4 separate regions of the Mus musculus genome follow, and regions 1, 2 and 4 are each linked to region 3. Evidence: chromatin contacts called from public HiChIP or PLAC-seq data. All regions are on one chromosome and are shown on one strand. Each heading gives the region's core, a stretch centred on a gene start, on an enhancer-like site or on the middle of the called end of the contact. The rest is flanking DNA. Distances are from core to core; before and after follow the strand shown.

The links. HiChIP or PLAC-seq counts read pairs in DNA pulled down with a chosen protein or histone mark.
Region 1: an H3K4me3 HiChIP or PLAC-seq map of embryonic hindbrain shows a contact between it and region 3, with 4 times the contacts expected there. The contact joins the enhancer-like site here to the promoter of Npas3 in region 3. A contact is called at or near these places in 3 of 39 promoter capture datasets (the 3T3-L1 cell line, hippocampal neurons and trophoblast stem cells), 1 of 484 Hi-C or Micro-C datasets (ventricular fibroblasts) and 7 of 115 datasets of contacts at active chromatin or transcription factors (SST interneurons, astrocytes, embryonic forebrain and 4 more).
Region 2: an H3K4me3 HiChIP or PLAC-seq map of embryonic basal ganglia shows a contact between it and region 3, with 2.4 times the contacts expected there. The contact joins the enhancer-like site here to the promoter of Npas3 in region 3. A contact is called at or near these places in 4 of 39 promoter capture datasets (the 3T3-L1 cell line, liver and trophoblast stem cells), 1 of 484 Hi-C or Micro-C datasets (neural progenitor cells), 6 of 115 datasets of contacts at active chromatin or transcription factors (embryonic basal ganglia, embryonic forebrain, embryonic hindbrain and 3 more) and 2 of 9 other capture datasets (embryonic stem cells and liver).
Region 4: an H3K27ac HiChIP or PLAC-seq map of stem cell-derived neural progenitor cells shows a contact between it and region 3, with 4 times the contacts expected there. The contact joins the enhancer-like site here to the promoter of Npas3 in region 3. A contact is called at or near these places in 7 of 39 promoter capture datasets (embryonic stem cells, frontonasal cranial neural crest, hippocampal neurons and 2 more), 19 of 484 Hi-C or Micro-C datasets (the G1E-ER4 cell line, the HL-1 cell line, the N1E-115 cell line and 9 more), 15 of 115 datasets of contacts at active chromatin or transcription factors (SST interneurons, VIP interneurons, embryonic basal ganglia and 9 more) and 1 of 9 other capture datasets (embryonic stem cells).

The regions. Positions count from the first base shown.
Region 1 is chr12:53,535,443-53,538,357 of GRCm38.p6, forward strand. All of the region lies in intron 3 of Npas3 (neuronal PAS domain protein 3), which reads left to right. Among named protein-coding and RNA genes, the nearest start is that of 1700030L22Rik, 220 kb to the left of the region's middle. Within about 2 kb of position 1,514, at least 4 of the 459 cell types and tissues checked have an H3K27ac peak or open chromatin away from gene starts, as enhancers often do.
Region 2 is chr12:53,513,056-53,516,211 of GRCm38.p6, forward strand. All of the region lies in intron 3 of Npas3 (neuronal PAS domain protein 3), which reads left to right. Among named protein-coding and RNA genes, the nearest start is that of 1700030L22Rik, 200 kb to the left of the region's middle. Within about 2 kb of position 1,811, at least 9 of the 459 cell types and tissues checked have an H3K27ac peak or open chromatin away from gene starts, as enhancers often do. A contact at or near this core is called in embryonic basal ganglia and neural progenitor cells, where this site is marked.
Region 3 is chr12:53,246,878-53,250,210 of GRCm38.p6, forward strand. It overlaps Npas3 (neuronal PAS domain protein 3), which reads left to right and starts at 1,555. Exons shown (of 12, transcript NM_001370962.1): 1 at 1,555-1,870. The coding sequence starts at 1,713.
Region 4 is chr12:52,935,277-52,938,141 of GRCm38.p6, forward strand. Akap6 (A kinase (PRKA) anchor protein 6) reads left to right here. Exons shown (of 14, transcript NM_198111.2): 6 at 1,859-1,955. Among named protein-coding and RNA genes, the nearest start is that of Gm51971, 140 kb to the left of the region's middle. Within about 2 kb of position 1,380, at least 2 of the 459 cell types and tissues checked have an H3K27ac peak or open chromatin away from gene starts, as enhancers often do. A contact at or near this core is called in stem cell-derived neural progenitor cells, where this site is marked.

The DNA of each region.
Region 1 (2,915 bases), core at 264-2,763, 290 kb after region 3:
ACAAATGGGCCTCTTTCCACTGATGGCCAACTAGACCATCTTCTGATACATATGCAGCTAGAGACATGAGCTTTGCGGGGAGGGGGGGTGGGGGGGGGTCGGGGTGGTACTGGTTAGTTCATATTGTTGTTCCACCTATAGGGTTGCAGATCCCTTTAGCTCCTTGGGTACTTTCTCTAGCTCCTCCATTGGGGGCCCTGTGATCCATCCAATAGCTGACTGTGAGCATCCACTTCTGTGTTTGCTAGGCCCCAGCATAGTCTCACAAGAGACAGCTATATCTGGGTCCTTTCAGCAAAATCTTGCTAGTGTATGCAATGGTGTCAGCATTTGGAGGCTGATTATGGGATGGATCCCCAGATATGGCAGTCTCTAGATGGTCCATCCTTTCGTCTCAGCTCCAAACTTTGTCTCTGTAACTCCTTCCATGGGTGTTTTGTTCCCATTTCTAAGAAGGGGCAAAGTCTTTGTTCTTTGTTCTTCTTGAGTTTCATGTGTTTTGCAGATTGTATCTTGTATCTTGGGTATTCTAAGTTTCTGGGCTAATATCCACTTATCAGTGAGTACATATCCTTTGAGTTCTTTTGTGATTGGGTTACCTCACTCAGGATGATGCCCTCCAGGGCCATCCATTTGCCTAGGAACTTCATAAATTCATTCTTTTTAATAGCTGAGTAGTACTCCATTGTGTAAATGTACCACATTTTCTGTATCCATTCCTCTGTTGAGGGGCATCTGGGTTCTTTCCAGCTTCTGGCTATTATAAATAAGGCTGCTATGAACATAGTGGAGCATGTGTCCTTCTTACCGGTTGGAGCATCTTCTGGATATATGCCCAGGAGAGGTATTGCTGGATCCTCCGGTAGTACTATGTCCAATTTTCTGAGGAACTGCCAGACTGATTTCCAGAGTGGTTGTACCAGCTTGCAATCCCACCAACTATGGGGGAGTGTTCCTCTTTCTCCACATCCTCGCCAGCATCTGCTGTCACCTGAATTTTTGATCTTAGCCATTCTGACTGGTGTGAAGTGGAATCTCAGGGTTGTTTTGATTTGCATTTCCCTGATGATTAAGGATGTTGAACATTTTTTCAGGTGCTTCTCAGCCATTCGGTATCCCTCAGGTTAAATCTTTATCTAGAGAGCATTACAATTCAAAGAGATTGGAATCGTACTTATGTTTATTGAGAGAATAAGTCAGAGGATTTAAGAGTAAGTAAACACGATTCTTCTTAATTTTAAAAATATTTATGTATTTACTTATTTATTTATTTTGCTTTTTCTGTGAAGCAAAGCCAACAGTGAAAATTTCCTCAAAGACTAAAAGTTGTGGACCACAGTGTTCTTCATTTAGCTAGTACTCATAACTCTTAATCCATTTTAATTTTTTGAAAAGTCTCATCTGAAATGTGGATGTCACAGATGCCTCCCGTGCAGACTCCTGAATAGCACTGGGCCATATTTATTCATTAGAATTACGTGCTGTTCTCCGTCCCTTTCCTATTAAGCCCCATTTGTCTGTCTAGAAGGTCAAAGGAGCAGCTGCCTCTGGGGCTGACCTCCATGCCCCTCCATTGTTTTGCTCTTTCAAGGGTACTACCTCCTTCCTTCTTCCTGGGGCCCCATAGGATTGTCTTTTCTGAGCATTTACCTTTTCTTAGGTCAGGGAGCAAGGACAACCGCTGGCATGCTGCTATGGTCTCCACTGCTCACTGGGGCACTTTAGATGTCAGTTGCCGTCTGGATGATTCAACACTGGCTCATAATGATTTCTGGGTCATGAGTGAAATCTGAAAATAATAGACATATTTGTACCACTGTGGAAAAGTCCTAAGTTTATGCTTTTGGGGACCCTGCTACCCTGGGGAACTACATCAAACTCATTCTTAGTCAAATACATACAACAATTTGTTTTGGTACAAATTTGTCTTGTTTGTTTGTGTGTATTAACTATATAACATATTTATTATTTTATATATAATAAGCATATTATATTATATGATATAAATTTATTAGTTTATATACAATATATAGTTATATATCTATTATTTTCCTACCCTTTATCTTTGTAAGAATTGGAGTTTGGTCAAAGCTTTTGCTTCAGTCGAGTGGCCACTTACTTCCAGTATCTGTGAACCCAGGATAATCAACAAGAAACTCCTCTACTTGGCTAGAGTTTCACAGTTGCAGTGGGGTAGGCAGATAATGAAAGACTGGAGCATTGAAATGTGCCTAAATAACATGCTGTTACAAGCCTTATGATAGATTTGTGTTTGACTTAACAGCTTTTGGAACCTAATAAAAAGAACTTAATTGACAATTTCTTGAAATTGCTAAGAAAACCTAGTGAGGCTGGTAGGGTGTAATAAGGACTTTCTCATCACTGTCTTCAACATTGAGCCTATACATGGAAAAAAAGAGAGAGAGAGAGCGAGAGAAAGAGAAAAGAAAAAAAAAGGATTTATCTCTGTGGTAACTCTAAGTAATTGATATACAGACAAGGTTTGGTTCCAATTTGCCAGCAATAAAGTTGTAATAGGGTTTTCTCTGCAATTTTAGCCTTAATGTGCTCATTCCAAAGAGCGGTATTTTTCCAAGTGAACAAATAACATCAGTAAAGCTTACGATCAGTAATAGCCCCACGCTGATGCTCGCATTAAACTTGTTAAATCAATTCACTAGACACTTTCTAAAGTGGACTGTCTGTTTACTCTGACTCGTACACTATGTGGATGATCTATCCATTGCATGTATTTGAATGATCTTCACATTCAGAATTGGTAATTGTTCATGCTTGATGGTCATTATGAATGGATGTCTTCCTCAAAAAAAAAAAAAAAGAATGTCTGTTTATTTTGGATCTGATCATTTTTCAACCTTTACTATTTATTTGAAGGATGTAACTGTATGAGTAAC
Region 2 (3,156 bases), core at 561-3,060, 270 kb after region 3:
AGTATTGCTTTCATGGGGCAGGCAATCAACCACAGCAACCAGACACAGCCTGCTGGTAACGGCTGCTCATTGCACTTGTTGCTATATGAGCTTTTTTCAGTTGGACACTGAGATCAGGACAGGGAGCCTTTGTAGGATATTTTTATTAGCTTGAACTATTATGATATACACTCTAATCTTTCTGGCTCAAACAATAGATTTAACATTCTGGATATCTAAACAACTAAGATTTGGGTATGGCATGCTCTCATTTTCAGAGAAGACCAACTTTCTGGTTGAGATGGAATGTGCTGGGAAGAGAGGGAGGCAAGGAAAGGTAATGGGTGTGCCCTTGTCTCATCTCACGAGCAGCAATACCATTTCTGAGGATCCCACCCTCGTGGCAAATGCTTCCCATAGCTTCAACCTCCACATACCATCACAGTGAAGAATTAGGCTTATTTAACATGTATTTGGAGGGAATATCCATTGAGTCGACAATATAGAGATTCAGCTGCTTGTGATGAAGGCACAGTCCACGTACCCAAAGCAGAGTATATGAATGTGTAGTAGTGATGAATCCACTCAGTCACCTCAGTGTGTCTTGAGAATGGCACAGCAAGTCTTGGTTGAGGGAATCAGGTGCTTCTAACTTCAAATCTCTGTTGTGAACAATATATACTTTATAACTTTAGCCCTCTTATCTGAAAATTTGAATCTGAGACTCTTGGCTGTTTAAGTATGCCTTCTCCTGAATGTCCAGGAGGCAACTTAATGAAAAGTTTGAATTTGTAGAGGAATTAGCAAGGAACTCCTGTTTTTGATTTGTGCTACATGCTAAGGTTTCTGTTTGGTTTTTATTATTGTATTATTAAGATATTCAAGAGAGAGTAAGTCAGGCATCAGGAAGAAGGTGGAATTTAATATGCACTATTTAAGAAGTAATTCAGATTCTAATGTGGAAACAATTAAATCATAATAGAGGAGAGAAAATTTTGTATTTCTTAAATGGCACAAGTTACTGAGGATGTTAAAACAATTTTATCAAAATAAGATTTATGAAGCTGCTTTGCAAATTGTCAGTATGTGTATATTTCATTGAGTTGATAAGAAAATAAAACAGTTTTTAAACATTTTATGCCTGAAATTCAACAGCCAATTTATTAAAATAATAATGAATACATGTGCCACCTTTTTTCTTGTGAGTTTGTCTAAATAGAAGTAATATTACTTGGGGTTTAGGATATTACTTTTTTGTCCATAAAATCAGATAATGGAAGGTATTATTTATATCAAAAGAGGTATAAAGTCTGAAGGAGGCAGCCTGTAAACTAGGTCTGAAAGGTTACTAGACTTTTTTTTTTGTATATGAGTAAGCATATTTTTAAAAATGTACAAATGGCGCTTTTTCAGCCAAAATGTAACCATTGACTAAGAAAGATATTACTAGAATTTTTATTTTCAGATGAAAATATTCAAGGTCTTAATTTTAGGTACTCATGGAAACTGTTTAATTTACCATGTATTTCTATTATCTGAGCATATCTCAAACAACTACCAGCATGAATCACACACTGTCCTTTATAAAGACAAACCAACAACTTGATGAACTATAATCTAGTATTTCCTTTCTGCCACCCTTGCTTCTAATAGATATAGACAAGTATCTTTTTAAAATCAGAACTCCTGGTATACATGGTTTCCTCAGCCCCTCTAATCCTAATACAGATAATATCACACCAGAGAAGGAACGCCATCCACAAGCAGGAATTCAAATGGCCTAAGCTCAAGGGCAGCCTGGGCCATGGCGGCTGAGACAAGCTGCCCCTGCACTTGGGATTTGCCCCTAAGTCACCACAGGCTGTGATTGAGAATTGAGCCTAGACAGCGTGGAAGTTGATGTCTTATACCTTCATTTCACTTAAATTAGTACAAAGGGAGGGAACAATTTTACTTCACATGTGAAGTCAGTCATTTCTTGGGCTGCTAGCTCCGTATTTTAGCAGAACAGCTGTTCTGTACAACATGGCTTTCTGTGAGCAGTATTTCCACTGTTCAGAAAGTGGCAGTCTGCCAAGACAGTGCCCAGACCAACCCCTAAACAACAACAACAAAAAAATCTCCTTTTGTCAACGACTCTAATAATTTGTACAATTGAGGAAAAAGGGGGGGGGGCGGTCCACAGCCTTTGCAGATGTGCATTTATGATGCTATTTTTAAGCAGAGGGCCATGAAAGAATAGATTCATACGAATTGTAAGTTGATCATTCATTTTATGCCTTTGGCTTCTGCTACTGCTAAAATTTTATTCTGTGTAAAGAAAACACAGCCAGCCTTGAAACAAGGTAAGCCAGAGTGTGACAAGATGGAATTTTTCAGTTTTGAACCTGTGATGCCCGCTTAAAAACAGAGCGCTGTGCAGTCTTTCTCCCACTCCATCTAAGGAGATAAATGCTACTTGCTGGGCTCCCCACAAAAGAAAGTTGCCATCCTTCAGCATTTTGAAGAAATAAACTCTTAATGAGCCTGCATTCGTTTACAGCAGTCCATTCTCTGAAAATGAGTTTAAGCGCTGTAGAAACCGCCAGAAGCACTTGCACAACCAACTTCAAATTAATATGTGTTAATTCTCTGTAACATAACATCAGAGGCACCAAGCCTGCTCGAAGCTCAGACACGGTGTCTACACTCTGGTTATAGAAAGCTACAGCCATGGGTACTTTTACCCCATTCGTGGAGTTAAGAAGACCAAATGAGTTTTATACATTCAAGTTCCCTAGAAGAGAGTTCTCAAACTTCTATGGACAGAGACAATCTCATCTAAGCTTTGTTTCATATTATGCTGGATGTGTATATGAGAGAATTGCAACATCCACCCCAGATTACTAAAAATGAACTTATGTTCTGAAATATGACATGGAATTTACTACAGACTCATTCTACAAGAGAGGAAACAGAACAGAAAGAACTAGAACTATGTGGCAATGACTGTGAGACAGATCAAGGTCTTAATCACACGCTGGAAGGACAACCTTTCACACATACTAATGAAGGGACACAGGTTATCATGGTAGGAAGTTACTAAAACTCACTTTATTCTTGCACTTAGAAATACTTCACAAAGTAGTTGCTTAAAGAAATCGATTTCATCTTTGAAATTGTTAACCGTGTATCTTT
Region 3 (3,333 bases), core at 305-2,804:
CTTGGGAGCCTCTGTCACTCTACACCTCGGCAACTTCAGGCCAGTGGGTCCTGTCTCACTGGATCATGGTGGCCCACTGTTTCCCAGGCTCAAAGGGTTAAGCAGGAGCCTGACCGGGAGAAGCGCGATTGGCCCTGGGTCACGGCGGCGTGGAGGTCACAGTTAACTTGGGCTTGTTTGGAGGGTACAGCGACTGCCCTAGCCCTTCAGCTGCAGTGCCCAGGCCCTGAGTGCCAGATGGGAAGAGGGTACCAGAATGGGAAACCACCACTCCCCACCACCACCCAGCCGCAGCAGTAGCAGCAGCAGTTGCAGGAGTAGCAGCAGCAGCAGCAGCAGCCGCTAAGCTGGGCAGGGGCTTTGAGTGTGGGACATTAGCAGAGCTCTGTGTCCCTCAAGGGCTGCATCCGCCTGCTTCTCGCATCTCTGCTCCTGCTCACCAGCCAGAAGACAGGGGGAAAAGTGGGCAACCCGGGTCCTGGGGAGGGATGGAGGGAAACAATCAACTCCCACTCCCCCAACCCTAGCTCAGTGAAACCCAGTGCAAGTCTCACTAAAAAGGCGCATCCAAACTGTAAGGATCTCTCTTCACCCCCTAATGAAAGGCAGGCGTCACAATGTGAAGTAACAGGAAGGCGCGAGGAAATAAATGCACGTGTTTTCTCTTTTTGTTTCCTTGGTGTTTGGAATTCGCAGAGTTCTTTTCAATTGTGGCTACTAATTTATTCGTTTCCTCGGTCAAAGGGGGGCGTTAAGAGATGGATCATAGCGCAAACTAAGATCTAGCTGAGACCCCACCTCACAAGTTTCCCAAGACCAACTCTTCCGCTCACCAGGAGCGGGAAGAGCCCTTTCTTTTAAGCGACCCAAACTCTCCATTGTACAAAAGCGCCAACCCCCCGCCCCGCACTCCGTCGCCTTTGCAAACCACCTCTCCTAGATAACTATCAAGTTCTCCAGGAACCCAACTTGCGCTTGGTCACATTCGCTCTGCTTAATGTGGAGAATAGTGTCAAAGAGGGGTCCAGGCTGAAACGGGAGGCTCTGACGCCCCATTCCTACACCCGCGGGCTGGGATCCTGGTTTCTGGCAGCCTCGGAAGGCTGAAGCCAGCCCGGATGGTGGTTATTTCTCCAGAGAAAGGAGGAGAAAGAGCGCACCACAATCTTGCACTTTGGGTCGGAAGTGCGCGGTGTGTGTGTGTGTGTGTGTGTGTGTGTGTGTGTGTGTGTGTGTAGAAGAGGGAGGGAAAACGCACCCTCCACTGCTCGTTATTCCCTTGCACCGGCCAAGCGCTCGCCAAGCCTCCCGGTGCATCCTTCCTCCTTCACCCCCTCCTCCTCTCAGCTGGGCTCGCGCGGCGCTGCTGGAGCAGCCAGTGAAAGCAACATCCTGGAAAGAGGGGGGAGCAACAGTGCCCCCCAAAAGGGAGAAAAGGCCCCACCCTGACACGTTTTGCTGTTTGCAAGTCCCTCGCACACCCCCCGCACCTCCTCCTCGCCACCCCCCCCCACCTCAGCCCGCTGCGCGCACATCAAAGCGCCTCTCCGCCGCGCACAGTGGCCGCGGCTCACTAATGGGATTGCAGGCTGGTGCCTGGCTCCGCTGCTGCCGCCGCTCGCGCCGCTGCTGCCGCCGCCGCCCGAACCCGAGCCCGAGCCCCCGCCAGCCCGAGCCCAGAGCAGCCGCGCCTGGGGCTCCAAGCCGCGGCGATGATCCGAATCTTTCCGGATTTCAGCGTGCAGGTGACGGCCGCGGCGGCCGGCGGGGCAGCCGCTGGGGTACCGGCCGGTGCGGGCATGGGGAGGGCCGGCGCCGCGGCCAACGGCACCCCGCAGAACGTCCAGGGCATCACCTCCTACCAGCAGCGGTGAGTAGTCCCGTCCGAGCTGGGATAGTGCCCCCGTCTCGGGTACTGGGGTGGGACTCACTTTGCTCTTGTTTTGTGCCTTACAACACACATGCACCTCGTCAGGGCTTACTTTGCCTGCCCCTGTGCTATAGAAGGAGGGGGGGGGGGATACACAATCCGAATTGAAAAGCACTCTAGTGCACTGGCGAAGTGAAGTCATCCTTTGCCCTCTGCCAGGCCCCGAACGTTGAGCCTCAGCCCCGAGTAGCCAGAGAGTTCCAGTCAAGTCTGAGACGCTGCAGGAGATGCTTTTGCAAAGTTTGGGCTTCCTGCCCCCTTTCAGCAAAATGTTCTCAATGCCTCCGCGGGTGCGAATCCGCGCTGACGGACAGCCAGGGGAGCAATTGATCATCGGAGGCTGATTGATCATTTGTTTCCAAATAGGACAGAGACGATTTTCATGTGCAGAGATAGACTTGCGTTTCTACCTAATAGTGTGAGATCCTGTCACCTGTTACTACAGGGAATACAACGTGAAATCCGAATCTCTTAGGCGCTGTTAACTATCTTAAACGCATTATGATGCAAATGGATGGGATTCCGAGATCCAAGTTAGGAAGCAAATTTTACAAAAGTTAGGCTTGGTGGTGAAAGGGAAGTTTTAATATAGAAATTGTTTTTAGTTTTCTAAAGATAGTCTCTAGATTCAAAATAATTGTCATTAAAACACTGAGCAACCTTTGATTGAGGAAGGAAATAAAGAGAAATTTACCATCAACAGCTTTCTAACCCTAAAGTTTTCCCTTTAAGGATAACTTTCGATGTTCTAAGATTTTATTGAAAATGGGATTCACAAAATCGCTATGAGAAAAACTAACAATATAATCAAAAAGGTAAACTCTCTATTCATGAGGCTCAATTTTATGGTAGATGGAAGAAAAAAAAGCACATGAGAGTGTGAAATTAAATATTTGTGTTTCCCAGATTGTACACGATTAAACATCTGAGAGATTTGCCAATGGCATTTAACTTAAAATATACATAATGCATAATTCAAATTCCCATTTTACCTCATCTTTGAAACTTCATTGATTTGAGAGCCTTTGGTTTGAAACAATAGTATTTAAACTGCAAAGGTTACAGTAATCTGTCATTGCTATGTTTTGTGCCTTCTAACCAATGGCCCAGTGACCAGATTTTGCCTAACACAGTATTTTCCAAGTTCATGTAATTGCAAATATTCTGTAGAAGACTTCATTACATGCTCTGCTTATTGTCAAAAGTTTTAAAAAGAAGTCGTGGAAATAACTCTAAAGGGGCAAATCTTTGTCAGACACATATTTTTTATTAAATTATTTTAGTCATGTTTTACTCAAGCGATTACAAGAACCTTTAACAAAAAAGATCTGGGCATCTTTCAAAAGCAGAACACCAGTAAAGAATTCAGTTTCCCCATTTCATGGTTCAGGTATGGGTTTTTT
Region 4 (2,865 bases), core at 130-2,629, 310 kb before region 3:
TTTAAAAGGAAGGATCAAGATTTCTGAGCATCACATAGTTTTTTGTTTTTGTTTTTGTTTTTTGTTTTTGATTTGACTGAATACTTGTAGCAGACGGAACAATGTAAGAAATGCTGAATAGCACACAGGGAGACAAATATTTTCTCTTTCTGGAATATTGAGCTGAAATGTTACCGTATCTACTGAGAAGGATGGATGACACAACTCATCATTTTGAATTGCGTCAGTTCAAATCCTTATCTCTATGTTACATTGCTATCTCTCTTAGTTTCATACTATCTCTCTCTTCAGTCTATCTCTGTTTATGGTACTTTAAAAAGTCCCCTTTCTCCTGGAAGAAAAGAACAAAGCAGACTCACCCCTGGGCATCCACAACCCAGACTGCATTCCCCAGGTTCAGTTATCCACTAACACCAGAGCCCATGGGCTTTGGTCCTCAAGCCTCCATTGCCTGGCTTGATGTCATAGACCACAGACAGTATGAGAGTCATGGAAGGAAGACCCGATCTTACAATGTATGATTACCCAACTTCTTTAATTAAAATGAAACACAGTGTGGAGTCACCTGATCCTGTTTCCTGATGCTTAATACCAAACACAGGACAGAGTATTCATGTATTGTCCCACGACGTTTAACAGAAGAAAACACGTTGCATATTTTGGAACCTTATCACGAGAAGCCAATATTTAGCACACTGTATTTCCAATTAGTGAAGTGAGGAATGAATTCTTGCCCCAAAGACTAATGAATGATTTGGTTGCTGGTGGGTAATGTGATTTTTCCTTCTCTGGACTCCTGTGGTTGGAATGCCTTTAAACATTTCAGAGCTGGAAAAGGTTTTTGGAAAACATTTGAATTTCTTAAAATATCTAGACTTCCCAGTAGAGAGCATCACTGAACACACTCAGCAAATGTTGACTGTGACCACAAACTAGTGAACCCTAGCACGTGATATATCTGGAAAGTAGCAATCATTAACCTGCTTATAATTTGCAAGCTAAAGATGGAGATATAGCAGCAGATGCCTGATAAATTCAATAGTAGTAGCACATGTAAGGAGGAGGAGGAGGAGGAAGAGGAGAGGAATGGCCACCACCAAGTGTATCTGGGGAGGCTTCCTGGAAGCAGTGACTAAATTTGATATGAACCTTGAAAGAAGTCAGTGACTGTCATGAGGGTAAATCTCTTGCTGTACTTGGTGTGTTTATTTGTAAGACAACATCACACCATAAGAAATAAGCTTTTAAAGAGCAAAAAAGTCTGGAAAGAGTTGGAATCTAGACTGTAGCAGCCAGCTGCCCTTCTCTGTACCATGGCTCCTGCAGAGTCAAGGAACAGAGAGGAATCAAACGACCCTGCATTTGTGGATGCATCTAGGCGACATAAGGCTACTGCGTTTCTTGGCTGCCAACTTCTGTGGCTTTGTAAAGACTTGCATTACTAATGATCCTTAGACACGAAGGAAAGCGCACGTGTGCGGTGGGAATTCGCCGTATTTTACTGAACACTGCCACTCTCCACATAGCCTATGGGATGTGACTTTTCATAAAATCGTAATGAATGTCTGCATTTGTCGAGCAGTTTCCAAACAGATGCACTCTGCTAGTCTAACAGAAACATTTAAAGCCCAGACCCCAAATATCAATAGCTTTTAGTATTGCAAATTAGTCTGTCTATTGGGTAAATAGGGCCATGTGGTTCTTGATAAAAAGTAGCAAACAATTCTGCACGCGTGCTTTGTGTGTGACCATAAGCAATTCTGCGTGCGTGTTTCGTGTGTAACCGTAAGCAATTCTGCGTGCGTGTTTCGTGTGTAACCACCTTCTCGGAGCCTGAGGGTCCTGTGCTTCTTTTCAGAGCTTTAAGTTGAACGTAGACAGTCACTGTGCCCTCAAGGAAGCCGTGGAGGAAGAAGGACACCAACTTCTTGAGCTCATTGCGTCTCACAAAGCAGGTAAATCCCCCTGAAATATTGCGGGTCTTTATGTCTCCAGACTATTAAGAATGAGGAAGCATTGCCGTAAATTACTGCATATATTCACTTCCTTATGTATTATTAATATTTACATTATCAGATTGACCTTCAAGATTTATAAATGTTTCATATACTGCATACAATGCTGTGGTACTTATAAGATGAAATACTGCCTCCAAACGGTCTGTTCATTTTATTTGGGGCTTGCCATCCGCCCGAGTTCCAATTGAAATCACACTCCTGAAAACTTCACGTTGACATGCTTTTTGATGTAGGAGCTCTGGAAGTAACATTAAGATAATGAATGAGAGCTGTTCTTATAGACACAATGCATACCCACTAGGGTGAACATAGACATCATTATGGGTTGAAGGCAGGCTGCCCATACACATCTGATTATTTCCCTGCCGGTTCACACATGTGGACGTTTGGCATATTCTCTGTAGGTCTTTGCATTAGCAGAAGCTTAGGCCTTCAACCGGTTCTTAGACCAATGTTGATGAATTCATGAAAAAAAATGCATTATGAACAAAAAGAAGTTTTCTTGTATGGTTCCACTTATCCTGATAGTCAAAGACCACAAAACAGGGTGAGTTGAAGCTCCCCCACTCCCCTGCACTTACTATACAAACGGGAAAAGAACCGCATTAAGCAGATATGTTAATGCCAAATAGCAGTCTCTTGATTCTGGCCTATTTACTGTATTTCCAGTTGAATTACCTGTCTGTTTTCAGATATCTTTCTTTCTGATCATTAGGAAGTCTCCATGCAGATAAACCCAGGGCCTTTATACTGGAGGTGTGAAGCTATAGCCTTAATGACATTTACACACCACGATCCTTCCACTTTTATTGTTCACACCAAACCACCAAGTCTGCGTCAGTTTCTG